3 separate regions of the Anser cygnoides genome follow, and all the other regions are linked to region 3. A link is a contact called in public Hi-C data. All regions are on one chromosome and are shown on one strand. Each heading gives the region's core, a stretch centred on a gene start, on an enhancer-like site or on the middle of the called end of the contact. The rest is flanking DNA. Distances are from core to core; before and after follow the strand shown. Region 1 overlaps GNAS (GNAS complex locus). Region 2 holds the start of NPEPL1 (aminopeptidase like 1). Region 3 overlaps GNAS (GNAS complex locus).

Region 1 (3,452 bases), core at 259-2,758, 79 kb after region 3:
CTCAAATGATTTCAGTAGTTCTAACAGTGCTCCTGTAGAAAAATAAATACTAAGTTCAGGGTGTAGTTTAGGTACTTACACGAGACATTGTACAGTGTAGTAAAGCATGTGCATTTTTACATGCATGTATTGAATGTCTGTTGTCTTTGATACTAGTGAAAGCATGGAAATATTCCTGACCTGGACTTTTACAAAAGCACATTTCATTTGTTTGTTTCACTTGTAACCTTCCTTACGTATGAGCTACATAACTTCAAGATATTTTATTATCCTAGGACATTTCTTCAGCGTTCCAATAAAAATCAAGATTTCTTAAGCTCTCAGGAAAACTGGGTAGCTTTTACTCTTTTAAAATAAATAAATAAATCAATCCCAGAAAGTAAACAGAAGTTTGATTAATCTCTTGTAAATGTATGCAAGCCTGATCTCCTCACGTAAACAGCATTTGGAGTCTATGAATACTTCTGTAAATACAGATTCTGGTTCTTCAGAACGGTTGTGTGGTGATCAGTGATCGTTCCTTTGGATTTGTCTTGAGAGAGAGTTCCTTCCTATTCTAAATCAACTTCTACCCTTTTCTGTTGGTGGAAGTTTCTGTCAAAAATTGGCTTTTTGTTTCTAACCTGAAAGGGGACAGCAAAGTTGCAGTGTGGTCCCACGTCCAACGCGTTATTCAAAGTGGCGCTGTTCTCAGCAGTTGCATAAGGCAATAAGGTCGTTTGATTTGACTATTTGTTTTAAGTTTATTATATATTCATTACACAAAAAGCAATGAAATGATGTAGTATCAAAGATATTTTCCAAACCCTAATTTAAGGCTCAAAGGAAATTTCTCAGAGTTTTATTAAACCTTCCTTCCTAGCCAGAGGTCTGTAAAAATAGCTCTTGGTTGCAATGCCTCTGTCACAGCTCTCTGCTGCCCCAAGAGAGAGCTGAAATGGTATAGAAGACTTTTTCCTGAGCCTTTTATGCTAGTAGTGGGTTTAATTCGTTAATGAATTACCTTCTCTTCACGTGTAAGTATATCCTGAAGAAGCAGAGGAATATTGATTACTTGGTTTAAAATTACAGCGAAGCCTTGACAAATGGGCAGCCCGCACCTGCCGACCTTCCATCTTGGTGCTCTCACCAAGAGTGAGTTCCTCCTCCCTAACGAGAGCGATGGGTTTTAAATAGGAGCTGTATGAAAGAATTAAATCTGAGTAGTGTTCCAGTATCAACAGATTAAGCTTCTGCGGTGATGAAATATCTCGTGAAAGTAAAAATGAAAGGGAGATGGTGTGCTGATATGCTATTGGAGACTTAACCAAAGGCGCTGTGGTGTATAATGGGTATAGAATCACATTTCGCAAATACTGCGGCCTTTTTGAAACGTAACAGAGGGAAAAAATGAAAGTTCAAGCTTGACAGGAATTTCTTAAATAAAATTCCCTTCCCGTTATCCCTTCTTGCAGCAACATCCGGTTTCATTTCTACTACTAGAAATGTGGAGGTAACGTAAACAGACACCCAAAATATTTTAGCCTTGTTCTTCTTTCTAAACACGAAAAACTATTGATAATGAGGCTGAATGCTTGCTGAAAGTATTTCTGACTCAGTTATGGGAAATGCTGAGTACTCTGGCCTCTCCCAAAGAGTTTTGTATTCGCCTCTGGACATGTGCCAGTAGCTGGAGAATATCTTCAACTATTTGTAGGTATGCGTTTCCTTTGTGATATCATCGGCATGTTTTCCCTAAAATAGCAAGCAATAATTAACACTTGTTCACACCATTAGGAATGCAGATGTTTCCCTATTCAAGTAAGTGCCTTATTAAACTGTCTGATTTGACAAATTTAACACGTTGTAGGATCCCTGCCCAAACGGGGAGAATGACAAGACACCGTTGGCTTCCTTCACTGAGTAGCCTTACAGTCAATAGTAATCGCTTGATTTCAGATACGAGCAATAAAAAAATAAATCAATTTGCTGTGTATTTACCTATCCTGAAAGGAGAAAAATCAACCTGTGCAGTTTGTCTTGGAATACCCCTTGCTGACGTGCCGCCCCGTGATCCCGTGGTGCCCTAATACAGGTCATTAGGGGAATGCAGCACCGCTGCCTGCCCATCCCGAAAGCAGAGTTTGTGTGCCCCCACCATACAGAGCATGTTGGTAAAGAGGGTTGAAACCAATGGTCAGCGTTGTTTTTAAAAGCTTTAATCTTGGAAGCGAATGTCCTCCAAGATACAATTTTACAGTTAGAATCTGATTTAGTTTGACCTTTAATCATTAGGCTTGTAAGTGGCTGACCTATTTAAAACTCTTATTATGAAATGCACAACTCCATGGGACGCTGAACTTTGCCCAGGAATTGAATCCCAGTTTTAACCACAACATTGTGTAATGGCTGTACACACCTTTTAGTAGGTAGTGTGGTTTTTCTTTTTTCAGTGGCATTGACTTTTGCTGGAATTAGTAAATAAGCTATTCTGCTGCCAGATCCGCCCTATATTATGGTTTTACAAAGAAAAAGTAATGTTGCACGTCCATGCTAGGGTTCCTGTGAACATGGTGTCATAGTCGCAATTACTGTGCCAATGTTTTTTCCCTGCCAACATCCTAATGCCTATAAAACATTGCTTCATAAACATTTTTTAAAAGTCTCTTGAGTATTTATATATTTGGAGGGAACAAAACCGTGTAGACAGTATGTCCAGTTTTTCTCTTTCATTTTCTACTAATATTTTATTCTTTCAGAATGCCTCTCAAAAGCCGATCTTGGTTCCTTATTTTTTCCCAGGCCTGGAGCTTCTCTCTTGAGGATTAATTTTTTTTACAACCAAAACACTCGACCTCCAAGTTCTTTAACACTTTCTCTGGTTGACTTTTAATAAAACTGCTGTTTACCTGCTGCCACTTACTCAACTTGTTGAAATTTTGTACTGCAAGTAGGATTTTTACTTGATTAGACTCTGCATTACCCCATTTTTAATCCAGGATGGTGGTTAGATCTTTCTGGAAGCAAAGTACTGTTCTACAAGCATCCCTTTTACATGATGATTTCCGCTCATGGTTTGTTTGTTTTTTTTTTCTCCAAAGGTCTGATTGCATTCCTATAAACAAATACAGGCAATATACAATTGTTAGCTGTTTATTTGTTGTATTGGGAATCTTTCAGAAGGTGAAGGTGTCTTCTGCTAAACAAAACATTAATGCTTAAACGCATTTCTTTTCACATGACTATGACTGTTAAAACTCTGTAGCGTTATGGTATGATTTCCTGTGAGGCTTCCTACAATCAGCAAGTCATGGTCCTTCATATTTGAGTTATCTAAGTCAGACCAGAGAAGGTTTATCCAGTCAGTGCATTTTCTCCAAGGTTTTATAGCTTCACAGAAGCTTGTAGGGATTGTGCCCAGAATCCAAACTATGCCCCTGTGCAGTTTGAACTCATTCAAAGTCAAACCCTGA
Region 2 (3,613 bases), core at 397-2,896, 76 kb before region 3:
AATCCCTACACAGCTTATGTTCTTTGGCTCGGTAAAGAGACTCATAAAAGTTGCCTTTCATATCTCTACATGAAGTGTTATCAAGTGTTGGAGTTTGAACTTGTTTATTGGGTTATCCTGTCCAGTCTGTGATGACGCGTGATTGACCTCTGCAATAGATTTTGCTAGATCTTTTATTCAAGCTAATTTTAAATGTATTGGGCAATAAAGTTTCCATAATGTTCCATCAGGGACCAAGTAAGAGTTACTCTAAGAAAGCCTTTTTTTCTGGAATTCAGCCTAATATGTATTTTTTTCTTAGATGTACTTCCATTATTTGCATCTGCATTTACTTTTCCATTATAAATGGAAGTGCACTCCCTTTGAGATATTTAGACTTTTCACATAGCTGCAGATTAATGAGTATTGATTCCCTCCTGACCTGACATTAATAGGAGGTGCTTGACAAATACAAAAATGTAAGGATAACAATCCTATTATATTTAAAACACAAATTTACTATTAAAGTTGGAGCTCGGAAAACAGTGTTTCCTTTAAGTGACTACCCATATTATAGTTTAGAGTGTATTTTGGCTTTTTCCTCTGTTTCTGTAATGTTTTTAGAAGCACATTTTCTCTGATACTTAGCTTCATGAAGGAAAGAATTTGGCTCTTTCCATTTTTATCCCTGTATGATTCTACACTTTCAAAATGTAGCATTTCCATCCTTAAATGGAGTTATGAGAGGCAAATAAGAGTTCCAGCTTGATTAAAATTGCATGCATTTTAATTGTACATGGAGGTGGCTGGAATTAGTACAAATACCTTTACTGAAGAGGCAGAAAGACTCTACGAGTGTCACACTGTGCACTGCAGTGTTGCAGCATCTTTTTTCCATTGTTGTCTATGAACTGTGAAATTGTAGAAAACCGAAATGATCTACATGTGTGTTTTCTGAAACTCGGGTCAAATACAAAAGGCCTATTAATATCATCTAATAATTCTTCGTTCAGAGGGTGGGGAGGCACTGGAACAGGTTGCCCAGAGAAGCTGTGGGTGCCCCATCCCCGGAGCTGTTCAAGACCAGGCTGGATGAGGCCCTGGGCAACCTGACCTAGCGGGTGGCATCGCTGCCACGGCAGGGGCTTGGAACTGGGTGGTCTTCGAGGTCCCTTCCGACCCGAGCCGTTCTGTGGTCTAGCACAAGTGTTGCTTTTTGTTATGTGTAAGGTTCCCAGCAGATGCAAGGGGAACACCGCTCCTCTGTGTGTGTGTATTATTTAGTGGCTTCCAAGTAAGGAGGGGAAGAACAAGCTGCAAGATGCGGCGGGGTGGTTATTAGTTAACCATCACCGTACAGTAAACCACGCTTCCTTCACGTTTTATTTACAGCTTATCAGGTTATTTCATGTAGATATTCCACACAAGCAAAGCTTCCAGACGAGCTTAAGCGGCCCGTACCCCTACGCGTATTTACACATCCCCGTCGGGCAGCCCGTGCCCCCCACGCGTCAGGCGGAGGCCCCGGGGCCGGGCTGCTTCCCGGGGCCGAGCAGAGGCCCCGCTATCGGCCCGGTGCCACCTCCGGGCCCCGACCCACATCCGGGCCCAGCGCCCGCCTGCGGTGCCCGGCGCGGCCGCCGGAGGCCGCCCGCCCCGCCGCGGTGCCCGCCCCGCCGAGCCGGCGCTGGGCGGCGGGGCGGAGCCGTGCGGACGGGCCGAGCCGGGCCGTGCCGAGCCGGGCCGGGCGGCGGGCAGGAAGATGGCGAACGTGCAGCTGGAGTTCCAGGCCAGCGCCGGCGAGGCGGACCCGCAGAGCCGCCCGCTGCTCGTCCTGGGCCAGCTCCACAACCTGCACCGCCTGCCCTGGGCCCAGCTGCGGGGCAAGCTGCAGCCGCGGGTCACCGAGGAGGTGAGGCCGGGCTGGGGGAGCGCGGACCCCCCCACACACACACACCACCACCGCCGCCCCCCTCCGTCACCGCCGCCCCGCCGCCGCCTCCCCCGGCTGCCCGCGGCCCCTCCCGAGGCCGCCTCTCCCCGGCCCGGCCCGGCCCGGCCTCGTGGTGCTCCCCGCGCCGTGCCGGGGCTGCGGCCGGGCGGCCTCGGGGCGCTCCCCGGGGGGCTGCGGACCCGTCCCGGGGGCTGGGGACCGCCCGGCTGCGGCTCCGGGGCCTGCCGCGGTGAGGGGCCGGGGCCTGCCGGGCCTCGCTCGGGGGAAACCCGGCTTTGCACGGCCTCGGGAGCGGGAAGGGGCTTTGCTTTACCCGGCTGAGCGGTGCCCTAAAATCACCCCGAGGGGGCCCTTACGGAAAAATGAAAAGCGAAACCCGTCGGGGGCCCGCTCGCCTCGGTGCTGCAGGGTGTCCCCGAGGCCCTGGGGCAGCCGCGGGTTGTGGCCGGAGCCTGTCGCTGGAGCTGTGGGCAGCGCTGCCCCTTAAAGCGTACGGCTCTTACCTTTTACCCGCTTTGACGGGTGAAAAGTGCTTTGCATTCCTCCCAGATGACAAGCTGCTGACTGCAATTAAAATAATTCTCGAAATACACGTTCTTAGGTGGCAGGTGGCAAGCTGGAGACTAAGCCTGGCTGCCTGCAAGGGGTGAAAGATATCGCATCTCTTTCCTCCTCCCCTGCTTTCAGCTACTGCTGGGGAGTATGTGGATCTATTTTTATTTAGATGGTGTTGATGGCTTGTGGCAAAACGATAGATGTTTTGCATTGCGGCTTTTAGGTTGCTAGATGCTTGGCAGTTTTATTTGTTGGGCTCTCGAGTCTCTTATGACAATATCTAGCCTTCTTTTTTGTTTTTAATTAAATTGCTGTATGAAAGAATAACACGGGACCAGTAAATCAGTCCATCTATTTATCAGTAGCAAAATGGTCTTAACTTAAAAGGGTCTGAAGCAGCCTGTGCATTAATGGTGTGTTTTTAAATTATAATTCATGTGGCTTAAGAGACACTTGTAATGGAAAGCACATTTGTATTTTCTGATTAATAAACGGGTTCATCATATTTCCTGCCTCTTTACTGTCGTAGAGGTTATTGCATTTAAAAGGGTGTGCATAATGTCTTTCCGTCTCATTCCAACTATGTTGAGGCATTCTTAAATAAAGGATTTTAGGTATTGGAAACAAAGTCTGATACAGTTCTTTCTTTTTTAATTCTTCTTTTCTCCTCAGATATGGCAGTCTGCTTTAAGCACTCTGAATCCAAACCCTACCGACAGCTGTCCTCTCTACCTGAATTACGCCACTGTGGCCGCGTTGCCTTCCAGGGTCAGCCGACACAATAGCCCATCTGCAGCTCAGTTCATCACCCGCCTGGTCAGAAACTGTCTTCCAGGAGGTGTCAACAGATGTATTGTTGTAAGTGGCTGTTGGAAAACGCTTCTGGTGAAATGTCTAGTATTTTGTTGACTTTTCAGGATTTTAGCTGTATCCAAGGAGACAAGAGGTGGATGAGTGTTACCAGTATAATTATACCAGCATTTATAAATGGTTTTGCTCTGGAGCGTAAACAAGACCTAAGTATAATAGCTTATGCATGCTCAAACAGTTGGAAGGAATTAAGGATGGATATGTATGGAATGTTTTCAACCAGTAACGTCCATGCAAAGGGAACCAGTAGTGGAT
Region 3 (3,889 bases), core at 1,091-3,590:
TAGGTATCTGTGAGACATTGACTCAGATCTTGGCAACACAACCCTCTTACGTGCCTTACCCCAAGCAGGTACTCCTGACACCAGCAATGGCCATCAGACCTGTGTCGGAGCCAGCACAGCTGCAGAGGACATCACCACCAGCCATCACACCCTGTGTTACAGGGACTGCTTGCAGTGCTGCTTTGTTCTCTTTGCATCTGCCCTGCTGTGGCCCTCCAAAGAAAAAAAAAGTGGCATTTCTACTTGTTGAATACGTGGCAGACCTCCAAGGGGATCATGGCCAGGGAGTTTGGTTTTGTTGGCAGAAGAGGGGGCCAAAGCTGCAAGGAGTAGGGGGTGGATGTCAGCTTCAAAATGGAAGATGGTGAGAACGGGAAGGTGCCAGGGAGGGGAAGGAGCAGGGGAAAAGGCTGATGGTGTTTGCAAGCTGCAGGAGCCCCCCACAGGGGGGCTGTGGGGCTGCAGCTGCTGGGGTGGGGACCTGCGGGCTCAGCACCTCGTCAGCAAAATAACCCTTGCGGTTGCACTTGGAAGAAGGATGTCCGATGCTGACGAAGGCACCAGTACACGTAGATGTGAGCATGTATGTGGTGTAGTCACAGAGGGGAAATGTAGCCTGAAAGCTCCGGCACAGACGAGATGTCAGGTGATGTGGTTTCCCATAAAGAAACCAAAACCAAGAAGAATGGCAGAAAAGCAGCAAATAGGGCTGTAAAGAATAAATGTAGGTAAGGATGTTGCCAGCTGTTCCAATCAATTGTTCTCCAGGTCCTACCATGATTCTTACATTTTTCCTTGGAGCTGCAATCCATGGCATCCTGCACTGAACTCTTGCTGTCACTGCAAACAAACCGTGTTCCTTGGCTCTAAAGAGTACTGAGAAACATCTAAAGTACCTGAAAGACGCATAACTGGAAGGTGTATTTTCCTTTAGGTCCCATAATTTTGGGAGGGCTTGACTCTATTTCTAAGCATCTAGGATTTGCATCTTTGTGATAAACTGTGCTAAAACAGTGATGTTTGCCAGCGTAGTCCCGCACCGTAGTTTCTGTTACCGCTGCTGGGCGATGTGTGACCTGCCGTCCTGCCTCTGACCTGGGCCTGGTTCTGCGACAAGAGACTAAAAGCAGGAAACGTGTGCCTCAAAGAGGAAACTTTAAAACATTGAAGCTTGTTGATACTAGAAGGGAAGTGGCATTCGTGTGGCACCTGGGCTCTCTAAGGGAAGGTGTGGCTTCCACTGAAACGGGCATTGTGCCTGGCCCTTGTGACTTCTCCTTCAGTTCCCGAGCTGTTTACACTACACGCGCAGCTATGAATCCTTCACAGGTGCTGATGGAAATTTTTAACGTTGGATTCAGAAGATGTTAGTACTGGTGAAAGAAGAAAATCCCCCATTTTTAAAACTTCCTGTGTGAACAATCATTGCAAATAAATCCGTGCATTTCTGCCTCGGGCAGTTGAGGTGCTGCTTCTAGGCCAGCTTCAGCGCTGGTTCTGGAATCGCTCTCCAGCCCAAGCCCAAGAACCAGGCCTGGAGTGGTCTACAGACAAACTGGGCACCATTTCCAGCCGCTTTTAGGGCCACCTCCCAACCCACTTCTGGAGCCATCCCCAGCAGCCACCTCTGGCTGCCATCCGAAGGTCGCTTCCAGAATGACCACCCAAGCTGTCCTGAGAGCCGAGCCCGCAGTCGCTCCCATGGCCGCCTCTGGTGTGATTTCCAGAGTCATTTCTCGATCGTGTCCCGAGCTGCCTCCACAGCCCCTTTGCCATGGGTTGGGGCACACTCCTGCCCGGTGCCAGGGCCGCCTTCCCCTCCCGCACCTCCCTGCTCCCATGTTCCGCCAAGCAGGGCACGGGGCAGCCTGTAGGGCTTAGTGTCTTTTTTTTTTTTACGCTATTTTATTTTTTTGCACCCCTTATCCTGATCTCCCCTGGAAGCAGCAGAGGTTTCAATGTGTGCTTTGTGGCAGCGGGGTTGTCTGAGCCCTTTAAGCGCGAGATGAGCTCAGGTAGAAGGAACGCAAAGAGCTCCTTTCATCAGCCAGGGCCCCGCCAGCGGCTTCGGGGCATGTCCGGCCAGTTATAAATGGATCATGTGTTGCTATTTTTAGCCAAGAGAGGATTGTAAATATAAAAGGGTATAAAGTGCAAAACTTAGCAACAGTGGCGTTTGTTTACTTTTTCTTTTCTTCTTTTTTTTTTTCCCCTCTCCCCTCCCGGTTGGCAGGAATGCGTTTGGAGAGGAATGAAGTTGAAGCAGGAGCTTTGCTGGGTGCTGGCGGTTGGACTTTGTACCACGCACCCCCCCCCAGATATATCCATACAAAGGAGGGGCAGCGGGAGCGGAGTCCAGGCCCTGCTGATACTCTGGAAAGAGCTCCCGAAGTGCTGCACACAACCCAACGCCAGCGCTGGAGGGAGGAGGAGCGGGGGGGAGCAGGGAGCCTGGGGGCCGCCTGGGGGGGGGCCGGGGCGCAGCGCCCCGCAGCCTGCGCGGGGACAGAGTTCAACACATGGAAAACACTGACATTGGTAAAAATAGCAACCGCCGGGTTAAAAATAGCCGCTGGTGAAATACATGTGCGGTAACTTCTGAAACCCTCTGGGGAACTTCTCCCTTCTGATCCGCTCCTGCCCTGCTCCCTCTGCCTTCACCGGCAAGAAATCCCAAAGCAAATCCCTCTGCAGATTGAAAATATTAAAGAGGCACCCTGTACACTGCAGAGGATGAGCTTTGGGTATTTTTTGGCGTTTTTTATGGATTTTTTTTTTGTTTGTTTGCGCGTGCTGCAACTTTGTGCCAGAGGGGGTGGGGGACAAATTCCTCTTTTGCTGAGCCTCCTGCATAGTCTGGGGACAGACCAGCTAGAAAGCCTTTCAGGGTTGGTTTTCACTTTTTTTTCTATTTCTCTTCATCTTTTTTAGGTGTGGGATTTTTTTTTGGGGGGGGGATGGTTTTATTTGGTTTTTGTGACAGTGGTCCGGCTCTGCTTTGCAAGACCCTCGGTCACTTCCAGGCGTGCAGACCCGAGCGCTGCCGTCCCGCTCCGGCCCCCCGGCTCTGGCAGAGCCGCCAGGCAGCCAGCTGGATTATAAATCTCGCACAGAGCCGCAGAGAAGCGGCTCAAGGGCAGCAGCCAGCCGGGGCCCCAGCCCCAGTGGGGCCGCGCTGCTTCCTGCGGCCCGGAAGGTGCAGGCTTTTCTCCAGGGGACCGCGCGATGGCGAAGGGAGGGAGCAGTCAGCTGTGTGATAGGAAAGGACAGGGAGACCTTGAGTGGATTTTTTCTTCCGAGCGGTCCCGTTGCGTATTGGGGTTGGTGATGTTGAGGGGCCCGGTGGTCCTGGCCGGGGAGCAGTGGGGTGAGGCGAGCTGGGTGTCAGGGAGATGCTCGGCTTGCAGGGGGGCTCGCAGAAATCTTGTTCGAAATCTCTTGCAGCTCTGGCTATGAACTTGGCTTGTTTTGACTGGACTAGATAACTGAGGCAGAAACAATTATTGTGACAGACAGGCAGACCTGTTTCCTGAAGCTGCCCCAGCCACTGGGTAGGGAAAAACAGAAAGCTCCTTTAGTGTAGAGGCAACTACGGTTTCAATCAGACTCTCACTTTTAGTTTTATTTTTTGGAACTGAGGATCTGAAGCTCTCCGACTGGCACTTGTCACGCAGGTTAGGAGCACCGGGCGTTGCAGGGGAGCGTGCTGTAACATCTCCCCCGATGTCTGGCGGGGTCCGCGGGCTGCCCCTCGCCCTGCGCCCTGGGCTCGTGTCCGTGGGCAGGAGGGGAAGGTGTGAGGAGCGAGCCCGCTGCAGGGTCTGTGTTGGTGTCTTACCAACACAGCTGGAAAGCATGGCGTTATAATGCAGGTGGATGGATGCCTTCC

Evidence for each region. Hi-C and Micro-C count contacts between places; a contact is called where the count stands out from the background.
Region 1: a contact with region 3 is called in a Hi-C map of liver, with 3 times the contacts expected there. The contact joins two enhancer-like sites. A contact is called at or near these places in 2 of 7 Hi-C or Micro-C datasets (both in liver).
Region 2: a contact with region 3 is called in a Hi-C map of liver, with 3 times the contacts expected there. The contact joins the promoter of NPEPL1 here to the enhancer-like site in region 3. A contact is called at or near these places in 2 of 7 Hi-C or Micro-C datasets (both in liver).

The regions. Positions count from the first base shown.
Region 1 is chr16:5,225,582-5,229,033 of Taihu_goose_T2T_genome, reverse strand. The region is part of intron 4 of GNAS (GNAS complex locus); the gene reads left to right. Among named protein-coding and RNA genes, the nearest start is that of NELFCD, 54 kb to the right of the region's middle. Within about 2 kb of position 1,508, at least 1 of the 3 cell types and tissues checked has open chromatin away from gene starts, as enhancers often do. A contact at or near this core is called in liver, where this site is marked.
Region 2 is chr16:5,380,159-5,383,771 of Taihu_goose_T2T_genome, reverse strand. NPEPL1 (aminopeptidase like 1) reads left to right here and starts at 1,646. Exons shown (of 12, transcript XM_048074600.2): 1 at 1,646-1,891; 2 at 3,161-3,346. The coding sequence starts at 1,742.
Region 3 is chr16:5,304,977-5,308,865 of Taihu_goose_T2T_genome, reverse strand. The region is part of intron 1 of GNAS (GNAS complex locus); the gene reads left to right. Among named protein-coding and RNA genes, the nearest start is that of GNAS, 24 kb to the left of the region's middle. Within about 2 kb of position 2,340, at least 3 of the 3 cell types and tissues checked have open chromatin away from gene starts, as enhancers often do. A contact at or near this core is called in liver, where this site is marked.